2 separate regions of the Sus scrofa genome follow, and region 2 is linked to region 1. The links are chromatin contacts, called in public HiChIP or PLAC-seq maps. All regions are on one chromosome and are shown on one strand. The core of a region is the stretch at or near the end of the contact, and the rest is flanking DNA. Distances in the headings are between cores, read along the strand shown. Region 1 overlaps INPP5F (phosphatidylinositide phosphatase SAC2). Region 2 overlaps INPP5F (phosphatidylinositide phosphatase SAC2).

Region 1 (7,009 bases), core at 2,937-5,436:
CCTACAAAATAGAAACAGACTCACAGATGTACAGAACAGATATATGGTTGCCAAGGAGGAGAGGAGGTGGTGGAAGGATGGATTGGGAGTTTGGGATTATCAGGTGCAAACTATTATATAGAAAATATATAAAAAATAGATAAATAGGAGTTTCTGCTGTGGCACAACGGGATCGGTGGCATCTTGTGAGCACTGGGATGCAGGTTCCACCCCCAGCCCAGCACAGTGGATTAAGGATCCAGCATTGCTGCAGCTCAGATCTGATCCCTGGCCCAGGAACTCCAAATGCTGCAGGGAGCCAAAAAAGAAGAAAAAAAAAGAAAACAGACAAATAACAAGGTCTCCTATAATACACAGGAAATTATAGTCAATATCCTGTAAAACCATTTTAGAAAAGAATATATCTATGTATAACTGAATCACTATGCTGTACAGCAGAAATTACCACAATATTATAAATCAACTATGCTTCAATTTAAAAAAACTGCAATAAATGATGTATATTACACAAATATTTTATTTGCCTCCCTAATTAACAGCTTTATGATAGATTCCTAGGAATGAAATTAGTAATTGAAAACATTTAAAAAATTAAGGCTTTCAAATATTCCCAAATTGCTTCCTTCCTTCCTTCCTTTTCTTTAATGGCCGCACCTGTGGGACATGGAAGTTCCCGGGTTGAATTGGAGCTGCAGCTGAAGCCTATGCCACAACTACAGCAACCCGGGATCAGAGCGGCATCTGCAATCTTCACTGCAGCTTACTGCAACACTGGATCCTTAACCCACTGAGCAAACGCTGGGTCCTTAGCTTGAGCCATAACGGTTAGAACTCCCTAAATTGCTTTCTACACAGGTTATATATACATCAAGTTAGATTTCTGCCAGAAGCAAAAGAAAATGCTTATGCTTGCTATCATTTAGAATTTTTTAAAATGTTGCTAATTGATGGCATCCATTGCCTAAATGATGCTTAATTTCTTTTCACAAACATTTAATTCTAATGTGTTATTGCTTGTGTTTCTTCTATGATTTTTCTCATTCATATAGTCTAACTTTTTTTATGTTCCTTATTGATTTATGAGTTTTTTCTGTATTAAGACATCAATTCTTTGACATATTTGTAAATATTTTAGGGTTAAAATTTTTATACAAATCATTTTTTCACTTATTAAGTTGTTCCTTACCCATTAGCAATTATTAATTTTTACATCTTTTTTAATTTATAAAAATCTAACTCTTTAACTCCATTGGAATTCATGTTTGTGTACAGACTAAAAGTACCCTGATTTATTTTCTTTTTTTTTTTTTGGTCTTTTTAGGACTACACTCAAGGACTACACTTAAGTTCCTAAGCTAGGGATCAAATCGGAGCTTCAGCTGCCAGCCTATGCCACAGCCACAGCAACACAGGATCCGAGCTGCATCTGCGACCTACACCACAGCTCACAGCAATGCCAGGTCCTTAACCCACTGAGTGGGGCCAGGGATTGAACTTGTGTCTTCATGGATCCTAGTCAGATTCATTTCCACTGAGCCACAATGGGGACTCCCTGATTTCTTTTCAAATATTGACCCTGAATCCCTGTCAGGCAGGCCAAGCCTCAAAATCTGCCAACACAGAAGGCCCTGCTAAGGAAAGCGCTCCAGATTCCCAAAACCCCACCCTAACCTCTGATGAACTACCACAGTTTTAAGACTCTACCCCTTGGCTACCACATGAGCTCTAGGAATATGGAGAAGGAGGAAAAAGAGTTAAAGCAGTCAGGGACAGTTACACAGAGGAAGTGGAACTTCAAGGATAAGGAAATCAGAAAGAAAAATAAGGCAGATTAAATAAAGTACAAGCGTTGTTCTGGAATCTGTCCCTTCACTGGTGAAACATCAAGTACCTTCCAGAAACCAGACACTGTTATCAGGCTAAGAAGATGTAAAAATAACAGAGCAAACAGTATAGATCAAAAGACCAATGAATATAGTGGAGATCTGAATTGATAAGACTGGAAAAAAGTAAACTGAGAGACTTGAATAAAAGATAAATGAGCCTTACTTCCTGGAGACCTTGGCAGGTAATGACAAAAGTAAAACAAGACTGCAGCCTGGGATTAGCTGACAGCACTGAAAGGAGGTGGAGACTGCGAGTAAGGAAAGGAACTAGGAGGTTCTGACAAGACCTGCTTGAAAGGGCACTGCAGCTTGGGGAGAAAGGTAAACAGTAGGTGAAGAATGTACAAAAGGAAATTAACATGAAACACATCCAAGGAAGCTACACAAAGGACAGGAAGAGGGTAAATTTGAAAATGACATTGAAACATCTATCCTCTCCTGAGAGGGAGAAGATGAGGACCTCAAGTAAGGCAGAAAAAGCAGGGTATACAGCAGCTGGGAGAAAAGATGGATGAGAACGTCTTAACTCAAGAGTACCCTTTTGCACCTTTGACATTTTGAACCATGTGAATAATCAGCCATTCAAGAAAATTAAATTTTCACCTTAAGAAACAGAAAAAAACTAAAAATGACCAAGTTTTGCGGTCTAATGACTAAAATAGTCACTGATAATCTTTGAGGTCCAGAAAGAGAACCAGTTAAGCCCATTAAGACTGAGTTCATTGTGGGATAGTCAAGGAAAAATGTCTAGGAATAAGAATCAGAGGAGGGAATTCCCATCATGGCCCAGTGGAAACAAATCCGACTAGGAACCATGAAGTTTCAGGTTCCACCCCTGGTCCTGCTCAGTGGATTAAGGATATGGCATTACCGCAAGCTGTGGTGTAGGCCGGCAGCTACAGTTCTGATTAGACCCTTAGCCTAGGAACCTCCATATGGTGTGGCCCTAAAAAGACCAAAAAAAACCCAGAGGAGATAGTTAAGAAAAAGAAGATGAAATCAAATGTACAGGTGTTAAAGTTAACCTTGGAAAGGAAAGGTATTACTTTTTTCTAAGTCTGGAAGAAAAAATGAAAAGGCTAAATATAGAAATGGGAGAAGAAAAGCAGATGGATGTATCAGATGGCTTTGACTCAGTAAAAATAGGCGTCAAAGTCATCTTTGTTTTAGCAGGGGAAGGACAGAGGGAGAACAAGAGGAGTACCAGATGCTTGACATGGTGTGGGGAATCCAGAAAGTTTGTAAATAATTCTGTGTGTGCTTGAAAAGCATGTATATTTTCGTAACTCAGTATTTTCAAGAAAAAGGGTGTCAATCCAGTCATAGGTAACAAATTTTGAATAATGACACCAGCAATGAACAGAAGTGAAACAATAGAAAAGAGAAAAATTGCACCATGTAAACAGGAACAGTTCATGAAACTTTGTTCCTGGTACATACAAATATATGTATCTGTTCACCAAGTCATGATTTTAAAAGTATTTCTTCAAATATTTGAACACATTATTTAATTTTGGAATGAGGGCTCATTATATCAATTTTGTTAATGATTTTGTTCAACTGCTCAATGTACTTGCTAACTTTTTTTGGACTGCTCAACCTGATAATTTGAGAAGGCTTTTTTTTTTTTAATTAAATCTTATACTTTGTATCTCCCCCTCATTTTTCCTTCTTAATTTTTGCTTTTTGTTTTTTGAAACCATGTTTTCAGGCACATACAGATTTAGGATTATTATATTTTTCTGGTGAAAAACTGCTGTGTTTATCAGGATGTAACAACTACCTTTATTTCAAATAATGCTCTTTGCCCTAAAGTCTAGCTTGAATAGCATTAATATTGTGAAATACATCAGGCATTAAAAAAATACACAAACCCAGCTAGTATCCAAGAGAACGCAGCTTCATTTTCTGGCCTCATTCAGTGGGTTAAGGATCTGGCGTTGCTGTGAGCTGCGGTATAGGTTACAGATGTGGCTCGAATTTGGCGTTGCTGTGGTGCAGGCCAGCAGCTGTAGCTCTGATTCGAACCCTAGCCTGGGAACTTCCATATGCCTCGGGTCTGGCCCTAAAAAAAAAAAAAAAAAGAGAGAGGCAGAGAGGAAAGAAAGAAAGAAAGAAACCCAAACATACAACAAGGAACATTGCTAATCTAATCATATTACTTTCCCTACTCCCCAGAGCCTTAGAAACAAAGTCCAAACTCCTGGGAAAGGCCCTCATGGGCGGCTCCTGTCCACCCTCCTCCTGCCTCCCCACCCCAGCATCTGGGTCTTCCTTCAGTCATCCAGAAGTGTGCGCAGGCTGGGTCTGGAATGCTGCTCCCCACCCACTTCAGCCTGCTGTTCATTCCACACTCAGAACACTCAGAACAAGGGTCACCGGGGTTCCCTGACACATTGCCCACTCCATCCACCCAGCAGAACTGATCAGGCTCTCTTTCTGGGCTCCCCTGTTCATATTCCTATCATGGCATCTCATTTTGATTTATTGCACCTACTTACTGACTTGTCTCCCTGACTGAACAGGAAACTCATCAAGAACAGGAAATGCAATGAGACCTGGCCTCCTTTAGCTTTATGTCCCCAGTGCATAGCAGGCTCCAAAATGCTGAACAGACAAATGACATATAACGTGGAATGGAAAGGCAGGCTAGATAGAGTCAGATAATTTGCACTGAATTGTGTTAGAAGGGTTCAGTACAAAGTTAAAGGGCAAAGTGCAAGGGTTCAGGGCAAAGTTAAAGTCATCTGGTCTATTTTAAAGATATCATGGCTGGCAGAGGTAAACTGTCCAATATTAACAACTTGTTAAAATCAAAACCCCATTTCCCACTCTCAGTCCAGGGCTATATCACACCTCTAACACCATAAGTTTTCCTACCAGGGATAATTACTTTTATTTTTAATTTTGTTTTTATTTTTATGGCCACATCCACGGCATACAGAAGTTCCAATCGAGCCTCAGCTGCAACCTGGGATCCTTTAACCCACTGCACCAGCTAGGGATTGGGCCCTCGCCTCCACAGTGACCTGAGCCACTGCAGTTGGATTTTTAACCCACTGCACCACAGCAGCAACTACAAAATTTTTTTTTCTTTTTCGGCCAAACACCTTCATTTTAAATTTGGGGGGGGGGGTGTTCAGCTCACCGCCATCATTCCAAGTTGCTCAAGCCAGAACCTGAGAGACATCCAAAATGCTTTCTTCCTTACCAAGTCCTACTGATTCTATCTTCTCATATCTGATGAATGAATGTTTCACTTCTCTCCATCCCCCACTGCTGCTATCCTTGTCCTGGGCCAAGACCTCCCCCATCCGGATCATGAAAAAAGCCCTAGGCGGCCCCATATCCAGCAGGCTGTTTAACACATAACAGGCACTCAAATATTTATTGAACACAACGAAGCCTCTAAATGGTTAAATACTCTAAGGCCCTAAGAAAAAAAGCAGGAAGCTGTGAGCAAGAGGCTGGAAAAAAAAAAAAAAAACACAGGGACCAACTCAGGAGGACCACAGACAGTAAATTCAGGAGCCACTTCATCAAGAGACGGCAGACTTGCAGCTGAGACTGAACATTAGGGCCAGTATGCAGAGGGTATACACGAGGGGGCAAGCCCCAAGCTAGAGGTTCAGGTGGCTTGGTGCGGAGTCTGGAACTGGAACGGTGGACAGAGGCAACAGACTCTGTGATATAGCACAGCCAGTGTTCTGTGTCCCAAGGGAAAAGTCCTAGCTTTACTCCAGTCTTGGAACCCCTCTCAACTGTGGGGCCCTCTTTCATAAACAGGAATTTCATCTAACTTACAGGGTTTGTTACGAGGATTAAATGAAAGAATTATGTGAAAGTACCCAGCACAATGTCTGGCACATAAATGTCCAATAACTTTTAGTTCAAGTAGGGAAATACACATGCATTTAAAATTCCAGGTTCCTACCACTCAATAAATCTCTCCATAGACTTTTATTTCAAGGGTCTACATATGGCTTTACTTTTAAGCAGAGGATTAAAAAAAAAAAACTGATCATGTTTTTTACATTAAATCTTATAGTAAGGCCATAATTACTAAAAGCCTTCTCAAAGTAATAAAGGTTTTATGAAAACACCTGAGTGCTCAGATATGCCCCCGGAATTCTGTTTCTTTAGGATGTGAAACAGGTACAGGGCTCTGGTGCAGCTCAAAACTAGGCATCCTGTCTCAGTTCTAGAAACCCAATTCAGATCCAAATGGCAAAGCAAGCTGCCAGCTTCCTCCCTTCCTCTAAATCCCCTACACTGGAGAGAAGGAAAATTTAGAAGAGGCAGAGTCTAAATGGAGGTTAAAATGTGCTTAGGAAAAAGACAGACATCAGTAGACCTCAGTTATTATATGTGTGAAAATAAGTCCTGGGGTCCTAAGTTTTGAGAAACCATAGAAGCACAAAAAACAGAATGCGTAACTTTTAATCAGCAACAGAAAGACATCTGACAACAATTCATACCATATAATGGAAGACAGTAAAAGGTGATAGAAATAAAACAGAAAAAGTATGATAAATGAAAAGCATGAATAAAAAGGTAGAAATAACTCAGAGTAATAATTATAATAAATGTAAAGTTTCAACTAACCAATTAAAAGACAGACTGTTAAGTCTCAACCCTTTGAAAGGTTTATTTAGTTTGGGGCCTATTTTGTTTATGACTGTATGCCTGCAACCTCACATATGTTTGATACACAGAAGGCACTCATTCAATAGTTCTTGAACCAAATGAATAAATGAGTAGAAGCAAGCATGAAAGAGTGAACTGGAAAATGATTTCTTACCAACTGCTTATTCTCTTTAACTTTTAATAAGATGAATATCTTAAGTTTTTAGTGTTTTTAAAGAAAGTCTCAAAACTCAAGACTCTATATGGCACTTTTAATAATAAAAGCATTTCTTTTTCCATACATATAATAAATGATGAACATGTGATTTCTCACAATGAAAGACTTAACTAAAAATTCTGGGAAACTTTAAACTATCTTAAAATCTCCAGCAGGAGCCCACAAGCTTTCCACACCAATGTAGAGACAAAAGACAAGCCAGCAGAGGAAGGCCTGAAGCAGGTTATGTAGCTGGCACAAGAAGGAAGGCTAAGTGTGT
Region 2 (6,609 bases), core at 136-2,635, 68 kb before region 1:
GGGAAGAAACTGTCTAGATCATCTCACATGACCTAAATCTTCAACATGACGTATGCATTTAGGGTATTTTTACATTAATGTAGAATGCATCCTTTCAAAGAATGTTATGTCCATATAACATTTACGTGCCAAAATGAAACCAAGCCCAAACTACTTTGCATTTTTCTTACTAAAGATTTATTTGGCTTTTAAGGAACAAGTAAAACATTTCCTTATTCTACGTCCATTTTGCCATATTTTACGACCACTCTAAAATCAAACAACAAAATAGGGGTTAAAAACTAGATGAATGTTGATGAACCATTAAATCAAATACTAATTTTTATAAAAGGTCAACATATAAAATCTACAACTAGTCAACAAATAACACCAGGGGACTGAACTCAAACTTTTACTCTAATGTTCATCTACTATTAAAACACCCTTTCTGATCAAAAGTGAGACTTAATCTGTGTTCATACACTGGTTCTCAAAATCCTACTGTTGGAGTGAATATTTCTATCTTAGAATTTTATACCTATTTGGAAAGACTTATCAAAATGCTACTGAAAAATAAAAACACTTGCAGATGGAATTTAAGTCACGTACATAATCTGCGTAAGAATGAGGTCATTGTTTTAACAGGTACTGCAGACAGAAATTTACCAGGATCTTAAACTGCAGTATTTTACATCAGCGGCACCTTGTTGCAGTACAACTTTAACAGCCTTAATCTAAAACAACAAACTAACCTCAATTTTCACCAAAAATATGCCCCCAAAATACAACTACTGAGATCAGAAGCCAGAACCTAATTAATACACAGGCTGATCCAAAACAGGAGCACTAACTAACCAACCAACCAATCAATGGGAAAGAAAAAAACTCATAAACTCAATGATCTTGGCAGCCTCACTGAGAATAACGTGGAATGACACCATAAAATGTAATCTAGTTTTGCACACGGGTACACTCACCTGCGCTCTTAAAATTGTCGCTTGAGCCAAGCCAATAAAAATTACGTCACAACACGTATTTAACTACGAAGTAAATTCTACACTAGTTTTACTTCACCCTAGCTTCTACTGTGACATGAATATTTACATCGGCCAAACGTGATCAGTCAAAGGCATTACGTCCAGAATGAAAAGCACTTGGCACATAACAGGCAGTCGAGAAAAATGTCAGCCCTCCCCCCACCCGCATTTTTATCGAAGTATAAGCTGCAGTAAGTACTTAATTTCCCTCCCACCCCACCCCCAGCCCACTTAAACAGAAAGAGAAAAAAGAAAACTCCACACTGTTTTCAACACAGACAAGAAAAGAAAGAAACCCCCTTCGGTAGCTCCCTGCCCCCCAGGCCTGCAGCTCGGCAGGAAGGGCTGCTCTACTCGCTCTTCTCTTCCCGCCAGTCAGGCATGCCCTCCTTCCACACGATGAAGACGAACACCGCCAGCACCACATGCAGCCCCACCACCGCGACAATGGTCGCGTAAAAGCCACTGTCATCAGGGGACATTAACAGGAGGCTTTGGAAAAGCAGTAATTTGCAGGAAAAATACAACCCCACAGGAACTTTAACCATAAGTCCTGCAAAAAGGAGAAAAATCTTGAAAGTCGTAGCCAGGCTGCCGCCTTCGGGCTTGGGCTCGGCAGCATTGCCGGCGGCACTGCCCGTGGCGTTCGCCTGCCGCTGGGCAGTCGGAGGAGGCCGGTGGGAGCGCGGCATCTCGTCAGTCAGTCCGTCCGTCTGTCAGACCGTCAACGAGTCGAAGCTCAGTCTGAGCCGCCAGCACCAGCCCTGACGCCTGCAGCGACTGCGACGACTGCGGCAACTGCAGAGCTGCCGCGCCAAGTCCCGCCCAGAAACACGTCACGCTTCCGGCCGCCCACTGGGGCCGCGGCGCGCGCCCACTGCGCATGCGCGGCCGGTCTGCAAAGCCAGCGGGGAACCGGTGCGGAGGTGGCTGCAGGCTCCGCTCCCCCAGCCCTGCTCCATAAGAATGCATGAAGCCTTTGCGAAGGGCCGAGGGCCGCTGGCGATCGGGCTGCGGCACCCTGACTAAGCGTCTGTCCCTGCATTGCCGCAGGCCTGAGAGCTGGGCTGCAGCACCCCCGCTGCTGTTCCGCTAACACAGGTAGAGGTGGTCACCTACTCTCGGTGGAAGAAAAAGCGAGTCAGAGTTGGACCAAACAAAGAGTGGGTTTTGTGGAGCTGCTAAAGGGCACTTGGACAGTACCCCCGATTTCCTTTCACATGAAAGATTTTCCTCTAGCCCGCAGTGCACCACCAGGCGCTTATCGGCTGTCATTCAAGTCAGCTTTTCCTGCGGCAGCTGGGGCTGCAAGAAGGGAAAGGACAAGAGAGGCTCCAGACTTCTGATCTGTATGCGTCGGGGCTGTCTCCCAGAAATAAACTGAGCTGTGCTCAGTGTTTAACAGAAACAAAGCCCAGGGCCAGGGGTGGACACCGGTAAGCAGGAAGGAGAGCAGAAATGAAGCAATCGGTGCAGATCTGTGCTGGACAGTTCCAGCTGGAGCTCTGGGAAGTTAAGAGAAACCGAACAGCAGCCATTCTTGCTGCCCTGCGCAGGACCGGGTATTTATGAACGGTTTGCCCCTGTTTTTCTGCCAAATTCAACAGGGCCATGACTGCAGGGAGCTAAGCGAGGCACAGGTCTCTGGCGCAGAATTGAAGGGGGATGGGGGGGTGCCAAAACACTCAGTGGTCAAGGTAAGTTTTCAGTGCAGTATTTTTGAAAATCAAAATCAATGCAAAAATACCATGGTAAACAAAATATCGACATGCCAAATAAAGATAGGACCCCACCCTGCAACTTGTACAACCCTGTCTCATTTGCCTCACCCTAATCCCAGACCTGGTTCCTGTAAAACTTTACAAAAACAAGCTGCCCAGCTCCACAGCAAAGAGACACACAACCTATTTTTTAAATTGGCTAAGGACTTGAATAGACATTTTTCTAAGGAAGACATACAAATGCCCACAAGCACAAGAAAAAAAAGTCCCCAACATTATTTGTCACCAGGGAAATACAAATCAAAACCACAATGTGATACTACTTCACACCCACTAGGATGACTACAATTAAAAAATGGAAAACGAGTGTTGGTGAGGACATGGAAAAACTGGAACTTTTTTACACTGCTGGTGGGAATATAAAATGGTGTAACCATTGTGGAAAATAGTTTGAACCTACCACTGCTATCTGGGGACCTGAGCCCCCAAAGCCATTCCCAGAGTTAGCTCTTGCTGTTCCCCACCCTGCCCCCAGGGGCCACCTGCTCTGGGGCCACATCTCTGGCTCAGCAGACAGAATGTACAAAGGCTCTATAGCCAACTCAGCCCAGGAGCAGGTTTCTAAACATCTCCCTTCAAGAGGAAGGGAAAACCATCCCCCACCTGGAAAATCTTTAAGCACTGCAAATGAAGATAAATACCAGTAGCAAATTTAAAGAAATCTTAACAGTATTAGAAAGGATGGTAACTACAAAGTCTCTCCAATAAGAAGAGGCTTTTTTTGTTTTTTATTTTTAGGGCCACACCCACGGCATATGGAGGTTGCCAGGCTAGGGGTTGAATGGGAGCTGTAGCCGCTGGCCTACACCACAGCCACAGCAACGCTGCATCTGCAACTTTCACCATGGCTCACAGCAATGCTGGATCCTTAACCCATTGAGTGAGGCCAGGGATTGAACCTGTGTTCTCATGGATACTAGTCAGATTCATTACCGTGAGCCACAATGGGAACTCCCTCTAATAAGGAGAGTTCTTAAAGAACTGTCTAATCAAGATGGAGACACACAATCAACTTTGGAAATTCAAATGGGTACATGATACCACATCAGAGAATTTGAGAGGGAAAATGCAGTGAAATCTGAAGATGGTAACAGCTTTATATCTGAAAATGCACTGCCTCTGAAGGAAAAGGTAGAAGACTGAAGACGACTCTGAAATGCTGGTGGCTCTTGATCCAACTCCTCAAAGCACAAAGCTCTAAGCCACCACTGCTTCCCAAGGGGGAACGAGCTGGGGCCAGCCACAAGGTGGCGAATAATCCCTCCTATTAAAACAAAAATACCAAGACTCCTGATAGACAGCCCCAGCCCTCTACCCAAGCCGACAAGCCAAAAACATGACCTGTGAAGCCACTGATTCCAAAGCATCAGCTTTACTCTCTACTCTGTCCATGACATCCTGTCCCAAATCTTCAAAGTAAAGTTCACAAAGTTTGCAAAGTTTCTAGTAAAAGAGTAACAGTGGGGACTACAAAGGGGAAGAAACAAACTAGCAAGCAGCTAACACCTCAGTCATTGTCAGACACAACCACTTCTGGTACAGTCAACCTTATATGAGACCCTTCTGAGACCAGTATAATGTCTCAAACCTGAGCAGTCTGTCCCTGTCACTGAAGTGAAGACAGACCACAGGCAAATTCATAAGTCTGGCACATCGTTCCCTCAGACAGCCCTGTTATCCTGGGTAGCAACGAAGCTCCCTGCTCATCTCTCCTTAGGCCCCCATCAGTGCATGTACTAAAGAGCTGACACACAGAACCATTAACCATCAGGCACTGGCTTATGTGTTAGCAACAAGACAGGGAAGGCAGCACCTCAGTCAAGAAGACCTGGGTTGATGGGACAATTTTCACAAGCTTTCAGCATCCTATAGGACGAAAGGCAAAGGGTAACACTAGGCTCATGACAGTGACGTGGTTATTTTGTCCACCAGTGGCAAGGAAGAAGAGGAGGATGAGGATGGCACTGGTGAGTGTGCTCTGGCAAGTAAAGCAGGCAAAGGGATACTCCCACAATTAAACTTAGCAGTACATCATTCTAAGAGAAGACAAAAACATCCTGCACTGACACCTGAAGAAGAGAGATAGGGAATCCAAGAACAAATTAGTAATCAAGAGACTTAGCCAGAGACCCCACCCACAACTGAAAAATCAGAGCCAAGAAATATCCAAAAACAAAGGAATGAAGAAGCAGAACAAGAAAAACGGAACTTCAAGGCAAATTCAGCAGAAAGCTTAGGCTGAGACCCACAGTGGCAGAGCTACAACAACAAAGAATCTTGGCATTTAAGGAGTATGAGGAGATCATTAATTCCCCAACTATGACGGTCAGAGAGCACACAAGGCTAGGATAAGACCTATTGATAAGGCAGCAAAAAGTAGAGAATTAAATGAACTTAAAAGAACAGAAATGCAAGCACACAAAGGTTTAATCATTCATCATGAAATATGAAACTATTTGGAAACAGACACGAATAACGTTTGCAGGTAGCACCACTTAACTGAACACATGAAAATGCACTGGAATTTGAAAGCTTCACTGCAGTGATGGAAAAGAGGGCTCTGCTTTTGTAGATGGTGCTCCTCATATGTACAGCCCAAGTGGGACCACTGGGCAAAGGGAAGGATACGGTGACACTTGCTGTCTAATACACATTATTGATAGAAGTTATTCTTCAAGAGCTTTAACCAAAGAAGATGTACAGAGGCTCCCTGGTATCAGAAGGCCAAATTTGATAAAGCAGGATTAGAGAAAAATGAGGAATGTAACTACAGGCCACTAACGAGGAGTGAGAATAAAAAAATCAGAAAAAAAGATATGTATTTCATCACATCAATGAAGAAAAGAGAAAAACTGAAGCCCAATTATATTTTCGAATTAGGCATTTGGATAGCTGGGAATCTAATTACCCTATAAGGATTTCTTAAAGACCTAGAAGACGAGTCCTGTGTGGCACTATTTTGGTACAATACAGTATAATTTATGTTATATCAGTGAGTCCAGCTGCCAGAAAGAAGTCTGAATGCTTTCATGCATTTTTTTCTTAAATGCAAGAGACATCTACTGACTCTTAACAAGTGCGCTTACCCAAATTTTGCTGCGAGCTTTAAAAAGCCCAGTTAAATCTATTTTACATTTTTTTATACTCCTAAAGCAAATTCCAACTTTACATAAGAATTACAGGACTGGAAATCAAATCAGATATAATGTGACTTTACTAAATGGAGTAACTTTTAGAAATAAACCTTTTGGTCTTTCCCTATTTCAATTATCTCCAAAGTAGAAAGAAAAGTACTTGATCTAAGGAAAATGACATTGCTCCAACTTAATGCAGTGACATCTTTAAAAAAGGGAAGTGCAAGTTATAACTGAAGCAAAATGCAAATGTGATATAGTTATTTCTGAATGGGAATTAAAAGAGTTTATGTTTGTTTCATGCTGCATTAAGTTGGACTGCTACTTAAAAAACAACAACTGGAAGTTCCCATTGTGTCTCAGTGGTACGAACCCAACTAGTATCCATGAGGATATGGGTTCAATTCCTGGCCTCACTCAGTGGGTTAAGGATCCAGTGTTGCTGTGGCATAGGCCAGCAGCTGCAGCTCTGATTCGACCCCTAGCCAGGTAACTTCCATATGCTGCAGGTTCAGCCCTAAAAAGCAAAAAATAAAAAAAAAATTTTTAATTAATAAAAAAATATGAACACAAAAGTTTTTTCACCAAATGACTTATAAGAGCACAGAAAAAGGCTGCTAAGTTGTGCATGAGGAAAACCTTTTTTTTTTTTCCTTTGGCTATGCCTGTGGCATGTGG

What was found. HiChIP or PLAC-seq counts read pairs in DNA pulled down with a chosen protein or histone mark.
Region 2: an H3K27ac HiChIP or PLAC-seq map of alveolar macrophages shows a contact between it and region 1. The contact joins two enhancer-like sites. A contact is called at or near these places in 4 of 47 Hi-C or Micro-C datasets (adipocytes, embryonic fibroblasts and epiblast stem cells) and 1 of 2 datasets of contacts at active chromatin or transcription factors (alveolar macrophages).

The regions. Positions count from the first base shown.
Region 1 is chr14:129,590,953-129,597,961 of Sscrofa11.1, reverse strand. All of the region lies in intron 1 of INPP5F (phosphatidylinositide phosphatase SAC2), which reads right to left. Among named protein-coding and RNA genes, the nearest start is that of INPP5F, 17 kb to the right of the region's middle. Within about 2 kb of position 4,186, at least 26 of the 83 cell types and tissues checked have an H3K27ac peak or open chromatin away from gene starts, as enhancers often do. A contact at or near this core is called in alveolar macrophages, where this site is marked.
Region 2 is chr14:129,656,632-129,663,240 of Sscrofa11.1, reverse strand. The region is part of intron 15 of INPP5F (phosphatidylinositide phosphatase SAC2); the gene reads right to left. Among named protein-coding and RNA genes, the nearest start is that of MCMBP, 82 kb to the left of the region's middle. Within about 2 kb of position 1,385, at least 45 of the 83 cell types and tissues checked have an H3K27ac peak or open chromatin away from gene starts, as enhancers often do. A contact at or near this core is called in alveolar macrophages, where this site is marked.